Regions from separate parts of the Zea mays genome. Here region 2 is linked to region 1. Evidence: chromatin contacts called from public Hi-C data. All regions are on one chromosome and are shown on one strand. Each heading gives the region's core, a stretch centred on a gene start, on an enhancer-like site or on the middle of the called end of the contact. The rest is flanking DNA. Distances are from core to core; before and after follow the strand shown. Region 1 holds the start of LOC100284896 (phosphatidate cytidylyltransferase). Region 2 holds the start of LOC100279209.

The links. A called contact is a pair of places that touch in the nucleus more often than the background predicts.
Region 2: a Hi-C map of ear shows a contact between it and region 1, with 2.0 times the contacts expected there. The contact joins the promoter of LOC100279209 here to the promoter of LOC100284896 in region 1. A contact is called at or near these places in 5 of 25 Hi-C or Micro-C datasets (ear, endosperm, leaf and 1 more) and 1 of 3 datasets of contacts at active chromatin or transcription factors (leaf).

The regions. Positions count from the first base shown.
Region 1 is chr2:179,487,066-179,490,721 of Zm-B73-REFERENCE-NAM-5.0, reverse strand. It overlaps LOC100284896 (phosphatidate cytidylyltransferase), which reads right to left and starts at 2,100. Exons shown (of 11, transcript NM_001157791.1): 1 at 1,763-2,100; 2 at 1,399-1,652; 3 at 1,168-1,319; 4 at 466-607. The coding sequence starts at 1,855.
Region 2 is chr2:179,632,753-179,636,408 of Zm-B73-REFERENCE-NAM-5.0, reverse strand. It overlaps LOC100279209, which reads right to left and starts at 1,679. Exons shown (of 13, transcript NM_001366052.1): 1 at 1,037-1,679; 2 at 851-948; 3 at 453-629; 4 at 216-316. The coding sequence starts at 1,130.

The DNA.
Region 1 (3,656 bases), core at 851-3,350:
ACTTGACAGATCACAAAAATAAAGAGTTACACAAACAGAATAGCCTGTATTAATATTGTTTTGGATCCATACCTAGTTATGAACATCACCATAATCATTCAGCTTGTTCTTGGTTCATGAACTCTTTGTACTTCATGAAAGAATAATCACTCTTTAAGTCTTTAAACTAGTAACTTTGCAGCTAATCACTTATAGGCCTCATTAAGTTTAAGTCATCAACAAAATTGTATGAGCAAAATTACTAACACAAGCATAAAATATAAATTAGTATTCCCTTCAGTCATGAATACATGCCATGCTTTGTTTTGTTTGTCAAAAACTTCATGTACTCATGACTATAGGGTGTAAACAACACTTCAGGCTCCTAAGCTGGTATTCCTATCTATATCAGACAAGCATACCACTGGCATCCAGATTACACTATCAGATCAAAGCATTAAAGCATGCTGTAAAGTAGAAGCTTACCAGAATATTCCATCAAAAATGTTTGCCACAGTGAAAGATGACTGGGCAAATACCATGAGAAGGATCATGTGAGTCCATGCATATTGACTGAACTGGTACTTGTATGTCTTTTTCTTTAGTGTGATAATAAACCAAACAAAACCTAGAAAATAAATAAATTACTATGGTGGCAATAAGCAAGCAATTTTCAAACTTTATGAGAATGCATTTGCCTCATTTTTTTGTAAAAAAAACAGCTTACGAATTTATGTGCTATAAAACTTAAGTGCTTAAGGACCCAAACTTAATGGGAACAACATAGAGGATTATATTGCATTGTACAGTCACATCATATACAGCCTTCCCAACCACCATCACTCAATAAATATAAACACAATAAAACCACCTTTACTCAATAAACAAAATCAACTAAAAAAACATTATGAACTGGAGAATGAAGGAAGAACTGTTCCTTGTCACTCTAAAAAACTCACTAAGCAAAGTCCCGTTTGAGGAGGTTTGATGGCACTACTTCTCCGGCCTACATTTCTAAACACATCTACCAAAAGGGAAATGGACCAAATGTCGTTGTCAGACTGAACTCCCTGGGTCCAATGCCAGCCTATCAAATCAAGAACTATTAAAATATTGAACTGACCTATGATGTAAACTTGTACATTTCATGACCCTTATTTGGGAACAAAATTTTTTTGCCACAGTTACCTGCTATGTAAAGAAAGTAGCAAATAAACATCTGGTACTTGATGAGCCTGCTCACCAGCTTGTACAACAACTTATCTGAAGTCATCGTGTTAACAAGCTGATGGCTAAGGAAGCGCCCGTAGGTAAACAGCATCGCAGTAAAGAAAAAATGCCTGTCACATCACAGATTAAAATTGTAAACGCCAGGTCATCCAATGCATCGATCAGCCATATATCCTACCACCACCTCACCAGTTGAGCATCCTGAACCCTGGGAGCTGCCGGTCCTCATTGGCCTTGCGGAGAAGGTTGAAGAGCTCCTTTGCCATGAAGATTTGGACGACCACCACCATGGCCCAGATGTAGAGATGGCCCATATATATCAAGAACACGACCCCGGCCATCATCCACAGTGAGGAGTAGGTACGAACTAGCATCGACTTGTACTTGTTCTGGTCGTTTAAGAGCAGGTTGGCGCCATTAGTCGTGTTCACGTCGCTGGGGACCTAAACAATAACAACAACGATGCGCAATGAATGCGAGTCCTCCACCTCTACAGCCAGGAACAGAAAGTCATCTCTGTATAGAACTACGGATACACGGTAGAACCGATCACCTCGTTGGAGCGCTTCCGGTGCCTGAGCCGGCCACCGTGCGTCGGGCTCGGGGTGCCCGGCGTCCGGTCGCCGGAGCCGGCATCCCTCTGCATTTCTTGTGCCCTGCAGCGTTCCTCCGAGCAAGCGTGGGTTAATTACCAAGAGAATGACAGATCGATCCAGGGCCTGCTGGGTGGGTCATGGATAGACGGATCTCCACTCTGCAGTAGTTCAATGCAACGGGCGAAATATGGGGGCGATGCCACTGGTGTATGGAGACTTCGATGTGAGGACGGCTGATCGGCTGGGTTGTTCTGCGCCGTCGCCGGCGATGAGGCACAGCGGCGGGCTGGCGGCGGTATGGGATCTCTAGAGAGAAACAGAAACAGACAGGGATCACCGTCCTCCGAACGGCAAACCCTTCAATTATGTGTGGTAGAGAGAGGGCCCAGACGTGGAGCTGTTCGGTCAAAGCCGTCGACACAGGCTTACACGTACACGCGCAAGGTAGAGTGGTTCAAATCGTTTAAGAGCAACTCCAATTATTTTCCAAATAACTCCATAAATCTTAAATTTAAAATTTAAAAAATATATAAAAAATACTTCTCTAATAGTTCTCTAAATATATTTGCTAAATTTAATTACTTATTATCTAACCTTGTTTACTCTTTAAGTTTAACAACCTAACAGGCACTGCAATTGACGTTGATTTCTTCACATTTCTTGCTTATTTTCCTCCTTTCCTGCTTAGCGAGGTAGCCATCTCTGACACGATCTTTTTTTCTTTTCCGTACAGTGAGACAGCCAGATCCAATGCGTGTGACATAAGTTTCTCCTCCATCGTCGGACTACCGCTGTCTCATAGGTCATGCCGCTCCCTTAATACCTCACATGTTGCGCCGATCGACCTTCTCCTCCACCGTCGACGCCTTCTGCTCTCATCCACGCCGCCAGTTAGGTGTGACGAGCAAAGCTAAACTAATCTCTAAATATTAGGAACTATTAGAGACCAATTTGTTTTTTACCAATAGCTATTTGACAAATTGCTAATCAAAGTTTAGGAAGCTTTTTTAGAGAAATATTCGAGCTGCTCTAAAACCCGTTTATGGAACCACTCAGTTCCTTACAGACGGGTTTTTAAAAGCTAAAAGTATTTTTTGTCCAGTTTCAAAAAAAAACTGGTTTCCTAGTTTTTTTTAAAAAAAACAAGAAGCTGACCTCTCACACTTAAAATCAGCTTTTATATGGTTAATTATGTAATACCCTCAACAAGATTGGAATAATGAATGAGAATGTGCCACCTGTTTTTCTTTCAGAACCGAATCGTTCTTTCTGTCTCACGAATAGAACACGCCCGCTCATAGATGAGTTATTTGAGTTTATAACGTTCTCGTCGTGCGGCTTCGCTACTCTATTACTCCGCAGCTGCGTATCGCCATTTTGGTATTCTGGAGATCACAGCCGCGCCAGATTGGGACAGTTAATGTCCCGCGCTCTGTTAACGTCTGTTTTATTGCTCTTCATGCAGGTTGTGTACCCCTTCATACTAATCTACCCCTAACCGGAGTTCGAGTGTTCTTGCGCGAGAGAACTCCTGCCACCAGAAAACAGAGTGTGCGCCGCCGTCTGCCACCAGGGAGACTCGCCACCAGGTGGTCACGCAGTCGGCTACCAGCAGCTGCCCGCGCCACCCCCTGCTACCAGCTGCCAGCGCTGTCGTCTGCCCGCGCCAGCACGGCCTAGTGGTCATTATAGCGCAACAAATGCGAGAAGTTGGAATGGAGCACTTTGTAGAGACTACTTTTCTGTTGACAAATTTAAAAAGGCTTATGTATGAAGGATTGAAAGTGCGGGCGACAAGTCCTTTTGGCCAAAAGTGTCCCTAGCCGATGAAGTGAATGCACCTATTGGTAA
Region 2 (3,656 bases), core at 430-2,929, 150 kb before region 1:
TCGACATGTCATGCTAAAGTTCGAACATCTCTACAAAAGAGCACCTCGGTTGCAATACAAGAATCTTAGCAAACCATTCGTACTTTCGGATACATCAAGGAAATAATTTGATCACTGGATATGGGTAGCGATGCATAATTTGACATTGCATCAACGGAAATGAAAGGGAGAGTTACGATTCCACAGGGGGGGAAAAGGGGGAAAGTAACGTGTACCTAGAACATATAGCCCACAACTGGCTATATCCAAGAATTATTTGGATGCTTGAGGATACAATCAGTGAACCTTGTACGGCCCTCATAGTCTGCAGGAATCTCTGAAAGCACGACAGACGCGAAAAAGATATAAGCTGAGGGGTTCATGACATCAACCTGTTCAGTCTTCCATGACCAATTTGTTTTTGTTTCAGAGATTATGAAAAATACAGTGCTGGAGGATCCTTGCATACTTACAGTGTGGCCATCAGCTATACGCGCGAACGAGGGGTCACGGACTATGGAGAGGATTGGAACCACGTAAGCGTATGAACCTCCCATGACTGTGGGAAGACGAGTGCCGAATAGCGTCTGGAGCAGCGTCTTGATCCCAGTAACGAACAGCAGCGTTTGAACCACCTTGGCCTTGTCATCCTTTCAGTAATAAGAGAGAGATAGACACAATGAATTCTTCCATGAAACGAACTATACAACGGAGTTTTCTGTTCAGTTTCAAAAGTTGTAAATTTGCATGTTAGGGTAGGTGCCGCAAAAGCAGCATTTTGTTTGTTTCATGCGAACACTGCTGATGAAAGCCAGGAACTCGAAACAGGATCAAGAAACCACACGAGTACGAGTAAGGACGGTATGCTCACATCATTTCCACCCATAAGAGGAACCAGCAGCGTGGGGATCATGACAGCAGTGCCCAAGGACAGTATGTAGTGTTGGAAGCCCAAAGCGATCCCTTCGCCTGTAACACCCACCAACCAACCACAAATGAACAGCAATGCTTCACTTAATTGTGTATGCGTGTGTGTGTGTGTGACATATATACGTACCCCATGAAGGATTGGAGTCGATGCAGTACTCCAGTCCCTGGAGCTGGTCCATGGGCAGATGATGCACCATGTCCTCAGGCTTCACCTCGGCCATCTCTGAATCTGCTGGAACAAGCGCGGGACGGGTTCTGGAACTCTGAGTAGCCGACGAAAGGGTCCAAGTCCAAGATCTGAACCTGGTGGAGAGGCTCGGTTTCTGGAAGTGAGAGGGGGAAACGGGAAAGGGTAATCAAGCGCAGCAGGCAGGCAGCATCGTGCGTGCGTACCTCGAGAACAATCAATCTGGGCAGAGGAAGGAAGCGACCCTGAGAGCAGAGCAGAGGAGAGGAAGAGCGAGGGGACGTAGCAACAGCCAGCAGCGCTGCGAAAGCCCAAGTCAAGAGAAGCCAAGCAGGCTCCAGGAGCGGAACGAGATCCTCTGACGTGGGGCAACGGTAAGTAATGCGGGGGAAGATAAACGCGAATCCAGCAACGTAAACGTTCGCCTCTTCGGCGACCGGGGAGACAAATGTCAGCGGGCGCAGCGGCGGTGGTCAGGGCCTCAGGGTCAGGGGTCGGCGGGCGAGGAAGAAGACGGAGAATGGATGTGGTGGCGACTGACTGCGGAACAGTAAAAAGCGCGCACGCAAGCGAACAAGCAGCGAGCAAAGTGGAGGGGGGGAAGCCAAGGGAGATGCCGCCCGCGGCCGCCGATGAGGCGATGAAACCGCCGATCGGAGTCGGACGTGTCGTCGAACCTTGAACAAAGGCCGCAAAGCAGCAAAGGCGAAAAAGAGAGAGAAAAGGAGGAAAGCGGGCAAAGCGGAAAAGGAAGGACGGAGAGGAGAGGCGAGGCGGCAGCACCGTACTGTAGGTAGTAGCAGTAGCAGTGGCGGCAGCAGGCCATCGCCATGAAAAGGCGCGCCGCGAGCGCCAGAGATGAGTCATGCATGAGTAGGCGCGCGCAACTAGGTCTGGATATGGAACTTCATTAACGAGTTGGCTCGGTTTAGGCTATCCGCAACCGTTACTTCTAAATTTTTCCCCCTATATCACTTTTTTCCTCTTTTTTTCCCCTATTTTTTTATCTCCCGCAGCGGTTCCCCCTAAATACTCCCCCTATACCCCACTACCACTATAAAATATCATTTTCTATATCAACTATCAATTTTTTTATCTACTAACAATTACTCGTGGACAAACAAACAGTGTTTAGGGTGATGAACAGTGACACGCTATATCTGGGGAGAGAGAAGGGGACCGACACGTAGGGGGCGCTGTAGGGGGCATCGCTGCGGCCATAGGGTGCCCCCTACACGCCGCATGCAAGGGGAGGGGGAGAGGCAGCGTCTACCGCTGCGGCTAGTCTTAGTTTGCTAAGCTAGGGAACAAAGAGTCAGTTTAATTTGATTCGTTTACAAACTCGAGCTTGTTCGTTTAGTTCACGAATCATAATAAAACAATATATATTAATTAATTTTTATTTAATTTTAAACCAATTTAACAATAGAAAATGGTAACTTTATTCATGGTTTCATAGACCACGTCACCGTAACACCAAATAAACATAACTCATCGCTCATCAATTCACCATGAATCTATAATTCACACACATGTTCATTAGTTTAACCTACAATTATAGTATCACAAACCAATTTAACACATGGACATAGTTTATCAACATCAGTTGAACTCATAGTCACCACGTCTACATATAACATGTTCATCAATTGATGTATAAATAATATGTATATAGTTTCATTTTGCTGAAATATGGTAGCTCGTTTAGCTCGTATGCTGGCTCGTTAACAACCCGAGTTGGCTCGTTAACGAACCGAGCTAGTATATCAGCATCCTAGCTCGTGAAAAAAATTAAACAAAACAGCCAAACAAACCGACCATGAACCGAGTAAGGCTTAAGTCGTGTAAAGTACTATTTTATACTGTAGATTACGTTGTTTGTAAAGTGAAGTTTGAAATATAGAGTTAGAAAGTGAGTGTTGGAGATAATCTAATTATTTTGGTCGAGACCGCAGCTTTGTCTGTCACCTCAGATTTTAATGTGCTCAGGTACGCATCTGCAGGCTGTACCTGTTCCGCTGCAGCTGCGACTGTCTGTCTCGCTCGCTCGCTCGCTGTACAAACTGCAGCAGGATTGTTTGGTCTGTGTTTTTTCTTTTGTGAGCAACATACAAAGAGGAATGAATGCCTGGGCCCTGGGGTGGGACGCAGGAGTGCGCGCGCAGTAAATTTTGGTGGGTGGATGGCCGTTGATGGGACGGGCTGTCCTTGATTTGTTATTGTCGTCGTTCGTTTTCGCTCTGCTCCGACCGTGTAGTAAGTATATCTTGCTGCCACGCCAGCAGAATCACCCAACGGACCTGTCGACTCCTCCGCTGTGTTGTGCCCGCGGCAATTCAGCAAACTAAAGCCGTGTTTGGTTCGGCTTTTTTCTGAATAGCTTTTCTGAAAAGCTGGCTGTGGGGAAAAGCTGGCTATTGGAAAAAACTGGTGGTTAGAATTTAGCTGTTTGGTTCGCCAGCTGTGCAGAAAAGCTGTTCGTTAGAATCTAGGTGTTTGGATACACAGATTCTCAGATTGCAGATTCTGTTTGAATAAACTATACACAATGACACCGAAG